Linked DNA regions of Canis lupus: region 2 is linked to region 1. Evidence: chromatin contacts called from public Hi-C data. All regions are on one chromosome and are shown on one strand. The core of a region is the stretch at or near the end of the contact, and the rest is flanking DNA. Distances in the headings are between cores, read along the strand shown. Region 1 holds the start of MAN2A1 (alpha-mannosidase 2). Region 2 has its middle 91 kb from the start of MAN2A1.

What was found. A called contact is a pair of places that touch in the nucleus more often than the background predicts.
Region 2: a Hi-C map of blood shows a contact between it and region 1, with 2.1 times the contacts expected there. The contact joins the enhancer-like site here to the promoter of MAN2A1 in region 1. A contact is called at or near these places in 2 of 9 Hi-C or Micro-C datasets (blood and liver).

The regions. Positions count from the first base shown.
Region 1 is chr3:2,502,017-2,507,973 of UU_Cfam_GSD_1.0, forward strand. It overlaps MAN2A1 (alpha-mannosidase 2), which reads right to left and starts at 3,287. Exons shown (of 22, transcript XM_038532169.1): 1 at 3,153-3,287. The coding sequence starts at 3,287. It overlaps LOC119870980 (a long non-coding RNA gene), which reads left to right and starts at 2,947. Exons shown (of 3, transcript XR_005356543.1): 1 at 2,947-3,046.
Region 2 is chr3:2,593,301-2,598,965 of UU_Cfam_GSD_1.0, forward strand. No RefSeq gene overlaps it. Among named protein-coding and RNA genes, the nearest start is that of MAN2A1, 91 kb to the left of the region's middle. Within about 2 kb of position 3,536, at least 3 of the 20 cell types and tissues checked have an H3K27ac peak or open chromatin away from gene starts, as enhancers often do. A contact at or near this core is called in blood, where this site is marked.

The DNA.
Region 1 (5,957 bases), core at 2,037-4,536:
TCCTCTCGGGTGGGAGAAACCAGAGAACCCAGAGTTGGGCCTACTGCCACCCCAGAGTCTGGCCAAGCGGTGAAAAACACAGAGTTGGAGGAGGAAAGGAAAAGAATGAAACGCAGAATAACAGCAAATAGATTGCTCTCAAACTAGGATGGTTTTAAAACATAACTTGCTTTAAAAAAAAAAAAAAAAAACATATCTTGCTTACTAAATAGACCATATACATCACTGAAGGTTCCACATTGACTTAATGAAACTAAAATCCTAAATCCTAAACTGAAATTCTGCAGAAATCAATCCCTTTCTAGATAAGTCATTCTACTAAGATACCAAAAATAATATATAGTGATGGACTGGCTTGCTTCAAATTCACCAAAGAAATGTAATACATTATTGCAAGCTAGTTTTGTAATGTGTGGTGTTCTCATCAAATTAAGGTTTACACGGGATTTAGAAGTAGTGAGAAAATAAAAATCAACTCAAAAGGCTGGATGCTGTGCTGCATAATGGTTTTCATTACAATGTTTAGCTCTAAAGAGAGCAACAAGACGTTCTGGGAGGGGTATAAATCTCAAATGTTAAACGTTTCAGAAAAAGGAGCACATTTGTTAGAGCTTCATAATTTAACTTCCTTAAAAAAAAATTTTTTTTAAAGTCATATGCTGAGGAACCACAGAGCAACATGCTCTATCTTCTATATCAGATCTTTTCTGCAGGCCAACTGGGACCTAAAAAGTAGGCAAGGAATTATTAGCATAGCATAATGGCTGAAAGCCTAGACTCCAAAGGCCACCTGTTCAACCCTCAGCTCTTAGTAGTGGGACTTTGGGCAAGTTAAAAAAAAAAAATTATATATATATATATATATATATATATACACACACACACACACACACACACACATATATATATATCTGTGCCTCGGTTTCCCCAACTACCAGATGGTGGGAATAGAGTTTGTCCTGTACGACACATAGGTTGCTGTCCTGCATAGGAGTTAGGCTTACAGAGGGTTTACTCTGTCCCATCTGTTTGGGGATTCAGTGTCTCTCCAAAACTCTTATCAGCAAAAAAAAGTGCTTTCTTCCTGAACCGAAAACGCAGCCCTGAAAAACCTGACAGTGGTCACCTTAATTAAGCATAAAAAAGCTCCACCTTCCAAATCCTCTCCCCTCGCCCACAAACCAGAATACAGACCAGAGCCTGCTCTTCCAGCAGCCACTGTCACTTTCCATCAACTGCATTCTGCTCTATGCAGAACTTAAGCCCCTCGAGGAGGACCAAGGCTGGATATTAAAATATTGGAATTAACTTTGCCTACGATTTCCCAGTAACTGAGTCACTCACGTCTTTAGTAACAGTAAAATGTCAAGGTTGCCAGAGAACCCCAGCCCCAGATGTTTGCATAAATCATTTCCAAGTGATCATCACACCAGAGCCAAAGGACGTTATTTAAAATAAGCTAACGGCTTAAATAAATCAGCTTTTTTTTCTTGTAATGAAGAAAATTCGGAAAATGTGATGGGGGGGGCAGAGGATCAGAGCAAGTTGAGCCACCAAATTATACAACCTATTAATTAGCAGGGCTTAGCATTCCTTTGGGTATGGCTTCCGAGGGCGGTTACCCCATTTTTAACTTCCATTCCCTCTCAGTAACAAGCACTGGGCAAACTCCATAAAGTGAAGCCTTAGAAACATCCCACGGTGCTTACCTCACTGTAGCTTCTGTATCATACTAATAGAGAAGAAAAAGCTTTTAACAATGTTGAGACATGTTTACAACAACATCTGTAATACTTTCCACCTGCGAGGTACTTTGAGGGCTCCGGAGGGACCACGGGCATCCACCATGAGGTCATTTTTCACTTTCAGAACTCTGACACAGTTTAGGAGTTTAGTTTGCGTTAAACTGCGGCCTTGTGCCCTCGCACATCACGACAGCGAATGGCAAGGAGGCTCTCTGGTCGCTTACACTGCCACCAAAAAAAAAAAAAAAGACAGACCCAGGCAACTTGTGCAGTATGTCTGGATCAAGTGGTGAGATGGAGCCGGTTTGGAGTCCTGCAGGTCCATTCACCCCAGAGGGTGATCACAGGGCACCCAGTTTTACGAGGATTTCTGGAGAGCACAGGTCATGATGGGTCAAGGCCCTGACAGCGCATCCTTGCAGACAGAACCGGTGCCTGCTTGCTTATTTTGAGCAACTTCGTGTACAGGAGAGACCTCGGGCGGGTGGTTCCGCGAGCAGGGAGCGCGCGCCCCAGGGCGCAGGCCGAGCGCCCCGCAGCTTCGGGCCGGGGTATGGCAGCGCCCCGGCAGCGGGCCCCCGGCGGCCGCACAGCAGCCCCGGGCAGCGGCCCCAGCCCCCGACCCCGGCCCGGCCCCGGCCCCGGCCCCAGCCCGGGCTCTGCCGCGGGGAATAAACTTTTGCTTCCTCCTCCAGACCGTGGAGAGAGGCGCCGCGGAGCCGACGGGGGTGTGCGGGACCCCGTTTCCGCGGCCGCCCCCGGGGTGGGGGGGTCCGGCAGGTGCGCGCCGCCACCCCACGGGCCCCGGGGCGAGCGCGGGCACCGGGGCCACCGCCCCTGGGTAGGAGGAGGTGGAGGGGGGCGGAGCAGGAGGAGGGGGGGGGCTGGAGGAGGAGGGGGGCGGAGAGGGGAGGAGGAGGAGGGAGGAGGGAGAGGATGAGGAGGACGGAGGGCTGCAGCGGGGGGGAGGAGGAGGACGAGGAGGGAGAGGGGGAGGAGGAGGAAGGAAGGGGGCTGGAGGAGGGGGGCAGGGAGGGAGAGGGGGGAGGAGCAGCAGGACGGGGGAGGACGGGGAGAGAGGAGGAGGGGGTGGGGGAGGAGGACGAGGAGGAGAAGACCATGGAGGGAGGAGGACGAGGAGGGGGAGGAGACCATGGAGGGAGGAGGACGGGGAGGAGGGGGGGAGGGAGGGGGAGAAGGGCGGAGGACGCGGAGGAGGGGGCTCCCCCGGGGGGCGGCCGCCGTCGTCCGGGCGCAGCGGAGCGGGGAGGCGGCGGCTCGGGCCCCCCTCCGCGCCCCAGGTCGAGCTCTCCGGGCCGGGGCGCGGGGCGGCGGGGGCTCGGGGGCGCGGGGGCGCGGCGGGGCGGCCGGGGCAGCCCACGCCCGGCGGCGGGGCCCGGGGCTCACCTGGGGGAAGGAGCCCTCGCGGCGCGGGCCCTTGGGGTAGTCCAGGTGACCCCGGTCCAGCATCAGGTAGAGCGAGAAGATCACCACGCAGAAGATCGCGCTGCCGAACACGGTGAACTGGCGGCTCAACTTCATGGTTTCCTCGATGGACGCGGGGCCCGGGCACCGTCCTGCGCCCCGGGCGGCTGCGGCTGCGGGTGCCGGTACCGGTGCGGGTGCGGGTGCGGCTCCCCGCGCGCTCGGCCGGGCGGCCCTGGCTGGGCGGGACCGGCCTGCAGCCCCGGGGGCCCCGCAAACTTGGCCCGGGAGCGGGGAGCGGCCGCCGACCGCACTTCCTGGCGCCGCCGCCCGCGCCGGGGCGGCAGGAAAAGTTTTCGGGCAGGAGGGCGGGCGGGTCCCCGGGCGAGCGGGCTGAGGGCTCCGGGCAGCGGCGGCGGGAGCGGCGGGAGCGGGGGCGGAGGGGGACGCGGGGAAGCGGGAAGCGGCCGGGAAGCGCAACTTAGCGCCGCGTGACGGCCCGACCCAGGCAACCGGACCGGGGTGCGCAGGGGTGCGCCGAGGACTGATGCCGGCGGCGAGGGGAACCGCGGCTCGGCGGGACGCGCACCGCGCCCGCCCCACGGCCACCGCCACTGCCTCTCCAGAAACGGGACCGGGCTGCGCGGGGGGAATGAAGGGCGCAGGGGGAGGCGGGCGGCGAAGCGAGCGGAAGCAGCGCCCCCGAGCCGAGCACGAGACCCCAGCAGGCCCGCGCCCGCTTCCCGCCCCGCACGCAGCGGACGATGGCGGCGGCCGCCGCGGAAGGAAGGTGCGCCGCGTCCCCGGCTCCCGCCCTCCGCCCTCCGCCCGCCGCGCAGGAGGAAGCAGCCGCGGCGAGGCGGCTGCCGGGTCAATGGGCGCCCGCAGCCCCGCAGCCGAGCAGGCGGCTGGCCCCGCCCCCTCCGACGCGTCGGCCGGGGGCGGGGCCTGAGGCGGCCAATCACGGCGCGCCGCTCCTAGGCCCCGCCCCCAGCGCCCCGGCGGGGAGCAGACCTCGGACGGCTTTTGTGCGGCGGCGGCGGCGGCGGCGGCCCCGGGGAGGGAGGGGCATGGGGGATGGGGACGGGGGTGGGGGATGGGGGCGGGCCTTCTCCCGCTTCCTTCCCTCCGCCCCGGGCCTGGCGCGCCTGCTGCGGCCTCAGCGGCACCCCCGGAGCGCGCGCTCGCGTGCAGTCGGACCCGCCCGCGCTGCCCCCGCGGACCTCCCCACGGCCGCGGCCCCCCCGCCCCGGGCTGCCCGCCCTTCTTGACTGCGCCGAGCAAATGCAGCTGGGCCCGCTCGAGTAAGTCTCCCCTCGCCCGCCGCGCCGCAGCTGTGCCGGGAGAGGGCGCCGGAGAGCCGCTCCGGGAAGCCCGGCTGCGCCTGCTGCTTGCTTGCTGCTCGGCGGCCGGCCTGCGTGCAGGCAGGTGCGGGCAGGTGTGGGCAGGTGCACCGCGGCGAGCCCGGGCCCAGGTTTCCCTCCTCACCGCTAACGCTGCTGCTCCTGCGGAGGGAGCTCCCCCACCCCACCCCCGGGCTTCCCAGAGGCCAGGTTCATAGAGGTTCCCCAGGGCGGGGCTCCGCAGGTGCTGCTGGGCTGCCCTTCGCTGAGCCCCAGGGAGCCGACTCCCCAGGAGGGTCTGGGAGGGGTTGGGCGGCTCCTCTTGGGGAGCTCCACACACACCCCCACCAGCCCTGGGGTTCCTTACGAGGGCAGCTCCTTAGAACCCCTGTTTGTATGTTCTCTAGGGCCGTCTTCCCCCATTCATCCTGTTAGGGTCTATAATCATGTGGCTTAAGCCTTTTTATTTCTCTTAAGCTTTACCTGTAAGTCTAAGAGGTAGCCTTGGAAAGATGGGGTTAGGAGTTTGCTTGCATTGGGCCTTTGGCTTGAGCTCAGTGCTGACCTCCTTGCCAAAGGGCGTCGTGGCACACAGGCCATTGCCAATTAATCAATTGCCTGTGGCTGATTGTGATCAAGGACCAAATGAAGCACGTGCCTTGCGGGGGCCGAGTGGCAGCCACATTTGACTGTCAACGGCTGTAAGGCGACTCTAAGGACTGTGGCTTGAGATGAGATGGATTCTTTCGAGTTCCTTTGAGTACCTACAAAGAGAAACAAGCACAGACCAATGTGGTGGCATGAGAACCGGAGAGCTTCTGTGACAATTCTAGAAGAGGCTCCTATGTACTGCAGATAAAACAACAACAACAACAGAGGTCTTTCTGAAGACCAAACACGAAATTTTGATTTTTTTTTTTTTTCAGTCACTGAATTACAACTTGAATTCACAGATGTGCCAGGTTTCTCGTGAAAAAGTTCAGGCACTGATGATTCAATAATAAGACTTCAAAAGTCAGGATGTGTTGCACCCAGATGAAACTGGTGATCATGAACCATTAAGTCATCCTGGGCCTCTCCACCATGGAAGCACACTGCCCTCCAGTGTCTGAGGAGGTGGGCTTCCTCTGCTTGAAAACTTGTTACAATCCCCACCCCACCCCCAGGAGGGGGCAGTGCCTTGAGAGGGAATTCACATTCTCTTCAAAACCCAGCACAATCACCCTCTGTTACCACCATACTCTTTTTTTTTTTTTTTTTTTGTTAAGATTTTATTTATTTATTCATGAGAGACACAGACAGAGGGAGAAGCAGGCTCCATGCAGGGAGCCCAATGTGGAACTCAATCCCAGGACCCCAGGATCACGCCCTGGGCTGAAGGCAGACGCCCAGCCTCTGAGCCACCCGGGCTGCCGGCCACCATACTTTTAACAAGGATCAGACC
Region 2 (5,665 bases), core at 2,286-4,785, 92 kb after region 1:
TTAACTTCCAGGAAAATCTTTCCATCATTCAATAAATTATGCCTTTAGAACACATCTCAGTTGCACATCTCAGTCCACACTGGACAAATACTAAAGCCTTTGTGGGCTGCTTCAAGTACTGGCCTGTGGTTTGTGTATCAACTTTAGACTCCTTCCCCCGTCCCCCTGGAAAATCCATTGGGAATAGTTGCAAGAGCTTTCTCGCTCTTCTTACCCGTCTTAGAAAAAACAAACAAACAAAAACAAACAAACAAAAACCTACCAGATTTGAGAACTCTGAGAGTTTTTGTGATATTTATATAACAAGTTGAAAAAATAGTTCCCAGAATTTTTTTAAAAATGTGTTTTATAAGGCAGTTGAGGCAAGAAAGTAGACAATATTTTGGTATCACTCAGGACCCTTTGGTTGCAGCTCTAATGATTTATGTAGAAGAGAAATAAGTGGCATAAATGAGAAAATTGAAGGAAAGCCTTTAGAAGGAAAATAAGCAGTTTCTTGGGGGTGCAACTGTGAGGATGAATCAAATCCAGCTAATTCAAATGCTGGGATAGAACAGCTGATTGGTCAGCTTAGGTCCTAAGGCCCTTCTACCAGAACTCCAGGGCACTTTGATTGACAGTTTGCCCAAGGTGGCATGTGATGGGTATGGGGAGGAAAAAATCTAGGCACTACTAACAAAAGAAAAGGGTATTGAGAATAAGCCAAAACAGGTCCGAAGGATTGTACAACTAACCTGGGGGCTCCATGCAGGACAGAGAGCATCACATGGCGGTAACACAAGCCTTGAAAAAGCAGCAAATGACACCTAGAGGAAAGGCTGAGAAAGCAGAAGCAGCCCCCGAGGTCCAGATAGGTGGCACCAAAATGCTGTGTGGTGTACAGAGTGATCCTTTCCTGCAGTCCCACAAATCTTCAGAGAAACTCCAAAAATCATGATGGGGGTCTGCATTTCTTGTGGAAGGAGAGGACGCAGTTCTGTGAGAGTTTGGTGCAGAGAGCAGAACGTAAACATCCAAGGAAGATTCAGCAGGGAAACCCAAAGGATCCCCGGAGAAATACAGCCGGAACTGTACCGAGACTGTAAGTCTGATAGGTGATGAGACGGGTTACAAATGCCTTGCAATGATCATAAGGAATTGCCTTTATTTGGGGAGAGGTTTGTGCTTATCTTTGTCATTATTTCCAAGTGGGTGCAGATCCAGAACCAACCTCCAGGGACTTAGAGCCTGGAAACAGTGTTCACCCAGGAACAGTAAGTTTTAAGTTAACATCAAGGACACGCTTGAGAGAAACGGGGCAATATTTGACTTTAGAGACAAGGAAAGGAACAGATTCTCTTGAGTTCTGTTGGGTCGTAATGTGTAAGTTTTGAATGGATGCGATCTGTAGAAAACTATCTTTGTGAGCACAAGCTGAGGGGAACCCCTCTACCTGCCCCCTGTCCAACTATCACCATCATGCCCCATTCACCCTCAATTATAAGAATGTGGAAATTGCCCTGATTGATTCTACTCTCAACAAAATTCTGTTTATTTCATGTGTTCATACGAAATGTATGAATTCTCTTCCATTTAGTACAAGGGACACTTGACACAATATCTGTCATGGGGATTATCTGCTCATCCAACACACGTGGAATACATTGCAGAAATGGGTTCCTGAGTGAACCTATTGGCTCTCCATTTCTGAAAACTATATGTAGACAACCTTCCACTCTGATAGGTTTCAGATGCTAAGATCCAACCTTTTGGACTGAAGATACCTTCACTATTTTCTTTATTTTATTACACCTAATCATCCCACTAAGTGTATGCTAAAGTACATCGCTTTAAAGTTAGTTAAACTAAGCTTGGGTATTTTAAAAAGGCCCTTTGTGATTCCTTCAATTAAGTGTAGGATGTCCCCAAAATACAGGAAAATTCCTGATTTAGGGGCATTCACTTGGATGAACCAAAAAATTACACCAGGCTCTTTTTAGTTCTTTCATTCTATGAAATCTGAGTACTACCATGTAGCTTCTATTTGATTAGAGGTGCATTAGTCTCGGCATTTAGAAAACAATGGTTGAATGTTTATATATGGAATGAAGAGAAGAGCATTCAGATTGGTCAATAGAACAAGGACAAGCTCTTAAAATTTATCTCAAGCACTATTTTTAGTGGCCTAATGCTCTAGTTCTGTTCCGTCATGAATCACACGCCGGGTTTTCAGAGCGAAGAACCATTGAACGGTGCCTGATTATAACAAATTCTTCTCTTTGCTTAAAAAAAGTATCTTTCAAAAGCATGTTAACCGTATCTTCATATGAAACCTGCAGTTATATACAAAAGTTGTTTCATATTTTCAAGAACACTGAAACTTTCTAGATGCTAAACTTGCTGGGTCTGTCCTAATACTAAGACATAAACTATCTCTGTATTGGAACTGTGGTCTGTCCAGGAAGACCATACTATTCCCTAAAGAGTTTTTGAAAGCCCAAGTGACATGTTCATCAAGGCAGCAAGCCTTGGAAAAGGAAGTGTTCCACCTCGTTATTGCAAATCTGTACCACTTAGAGTTACCTCCACTGAGGCTGGACTGATTCTTAGTCTAACTAAGAAGTGGTCCAGGGTTGGACCAATGTATGTGCTGTCACAAATGGCCTAATAATTTGGCATGCCCTCAGGTCTATATTTCTTAAATGTTATTTTAATATTTATTTGAGTGTGAAGGAGTAGGAAAGGAGGGGCTGGAGGCAGCCTTAGTCCTAACTCTATTTCTTTAGGCAATTCTATTCCAGCTCAGACTTGTATCACCCGGTAAGCAAAGGGACACCCACCCAGGTTTTTAATCCGTTTCTCACCATCTGCTGTTACTCATGCGTACTTCTGATATAGCCTTGATGTTAAAAATATAGAGCCCAATATGACACAAAGAGAAAACAGTGTTATTCTTTTCCTCACTGTCCCTTAAGTCCTTCCTGTGGGCTAGTTCTTTCCTTGCCAATAGATGAAATCCTGGTTTTTACGTTCATTTGTAGATAAAGTCTTAAAAGTCCTCCAGGAACTTCTAGGCAAAGCAAGTATCAATAATTAAAATGTCCTTCCGAAGGGCAGCCCGGGTGGCTCAGCGGTTTGGTGCCTGCCTTCGGCCCAGGGTGTGACCCTGGAGACCCGGGATCGGGTCCCATGTCAGGCTCCCAGGATGGAGCCTGCTTCTCCCTCTGCCTGTGTCTCTGACTCTCTCTCTGTCTCTCTCAAGAACAAATAAATAAAAATCTTTAAAACTAATAATAAATAAAATAAAATAAAATAAAATAAAATAAAATAAAATAAAATAAAATAATGTCCTTCCGATACGGTAGTCCCACTGCTGGGGTTGCATCCATCCTGCAGTCTGTGTGTTTAAGGCACAGCCCAAAGCAGCCACTTTCTAATGTAACCTTCTTTTATCTACATATCAAGGCTGACTTGGGCAATAGCTTTACTCAGCACCCTCATAGCCTTGTTCTCGTGTAGGCCCCATAGCCAAGGCTTGACCAGCCTGATTCAAGACTTGGCTCCATGCCCTGTTATTCCTCCCAGAACAAGGGGAGATAAGCAGCCTGTGAAGAGTTGCCCAATGCAGTTTCTCATCTGCCTTCCTGTCTTGTGAGAGGCTGCCACAAGACCATTGCTCATCCACCTTCCTTATTTCTGCTGAGTGCAGGGCTTTCCACCCTTCCTCCTTCTGGTACAGATGTAGCTTCTGTGAAAGTTTATAAAACTTCTTGGCTGTTATTTAGAGTTGGCTTCTCGGAAGCAGACTGGCTACTTCTCTTACCATTCCTTTGATTTGGTGTCATCTCCACCTGTGTCCCGTGGAAGAGAGACATGGGGAGCTGACATCGTGGTGCCCTTGCTTTTGCCATGTAGTAAGAGTCTACCTGAATCCACTCGGGCTCACTCTCACATTGCCAGTTGGCTCTCTGAGAATGTGGCAAGCCTACCTGGCAGTTTCCATAGTGACCCTAGGGAGTCCTACCCACCTCCTGCTGCTTGAAAGCAGCAAACCAGCCACAGTCTCTCTGCTTTATACTCTTCCATTCTCTGTTCACTACAAACCTCAGGGATGTAAATCAAAATTTTTAAGTAGTTTTCCTAAAGCTCTTCTTCCTTGAGGTAGATATAAGCATACCCCACCACTCCGACATTGCCACCGACAGGATAGCCGCCAATACTCCAACAGCTTCCTCCAAAAAACCCTTCCTTGACTAATGTCTTCAGTCCGAACCGGTTTATATTTTCAGAATTGGCCTGAGCATGCAAAATTGGCCAACCTTCTTTGCATGCTGGCTTAGCACTTCATTTTGGAATGTGAGCACAACTCGACACCTATCACCTATTATGTTATTCTCAGCTTTTGAAGTGTAGGCTTTAAATGAAGATGGAAAGAGTTCTGAGCAAACTCTTTGGCTGGTTTAACATCAACCCTGTATAATGCAAATTATTTCTTCTAGTAAATTCTAAACGGAATTCTGGTTAAAAGCCACATTATGTTTACCCATTTTGTTACATTATTAGTGATGCTCCATCAGACTTTACAGTTTGCAACTCTAGGTAATGTCCTAATTGGCCACCATTTTACCCAGCTCTGGTGCCAACCATGAAAAGGTTAAATTTCCAGAAGCCATGTTTTGTTCTAGGCCACCAATCAGGCAGCTTTAAATTAGAGACTATATAATGCCCAATGTTCACTTCTCATTTGACTGTGAAGGCAAGAGTTAACTTCTGAGCACATTAATCTCAATCACAAAGTTGTTGAATTTATAACCCTCTTGCTTGCCTTCATTAAATAACTGCAAAGCCCAGAAATTGCACTGAGCTTTTTAAAAGCCCTGAGTGTTTTCATATACCTTATTTGTCTCTAGCTAAATGCAGCTGCAACCACGTCTCTGTAGTATGGTTGGCCCTGGGAAAAAATTGTGAAATAACTGCTTTGATTATCAGCACCTCTCGTACCCCGTTTTATGCCATCTCCCCCTGGGGAGCACCTAATGCTTGCATAGTTTCATGAGGACATACCCTCTGAGGGCTGGGCCCTGGCTCACAACCACGCTCGCTCTCTTTCCTAGTAAAACTCACCAATTATGTCCCTTATTTATCCTGACAAATATCTTCCCTGAGCTTATGATGAAGATTTTTGGCTTACCTTGCCCTTGCTTAGTTTCCCCTTTTCTCTTACCCGACTGGGAACTTTTTGCTTCTCCATGTTGATTCTTCTAGATTTTTATAATACAGGAAAAGACAAAGAGGAGTGGGACAGGAGATAAAAAATTAATAAATCTATCCTAAGATAGTAATACCTCATAATAACAATGTGCTATTCACTCCTGGTGTATTTGGAGAAATCAGACACTGATGGTAGAAATTTCAGATATTGCAGCAAAGTGGAAGATGTGCATCCTGAATCCAGGAGCCTTCATATTAAACCAAGGGAAGTATATTTGTACCAAACTTATTCTTCCGCTTAAAAATCTGGTTTTGCTGAAAAGCTCTTTCAGAAGACCTTTCTGTAAACCTTTTAACTTATTTGGCAAAGCATGTACTTGTGTATAGTACTACTCTTAAAATTAAAATAGGTGCTGAGCACCTGTGAGTTAGCAGGTACTGTACGAGGTATTTAGCACACATTTGCTATGCAGAC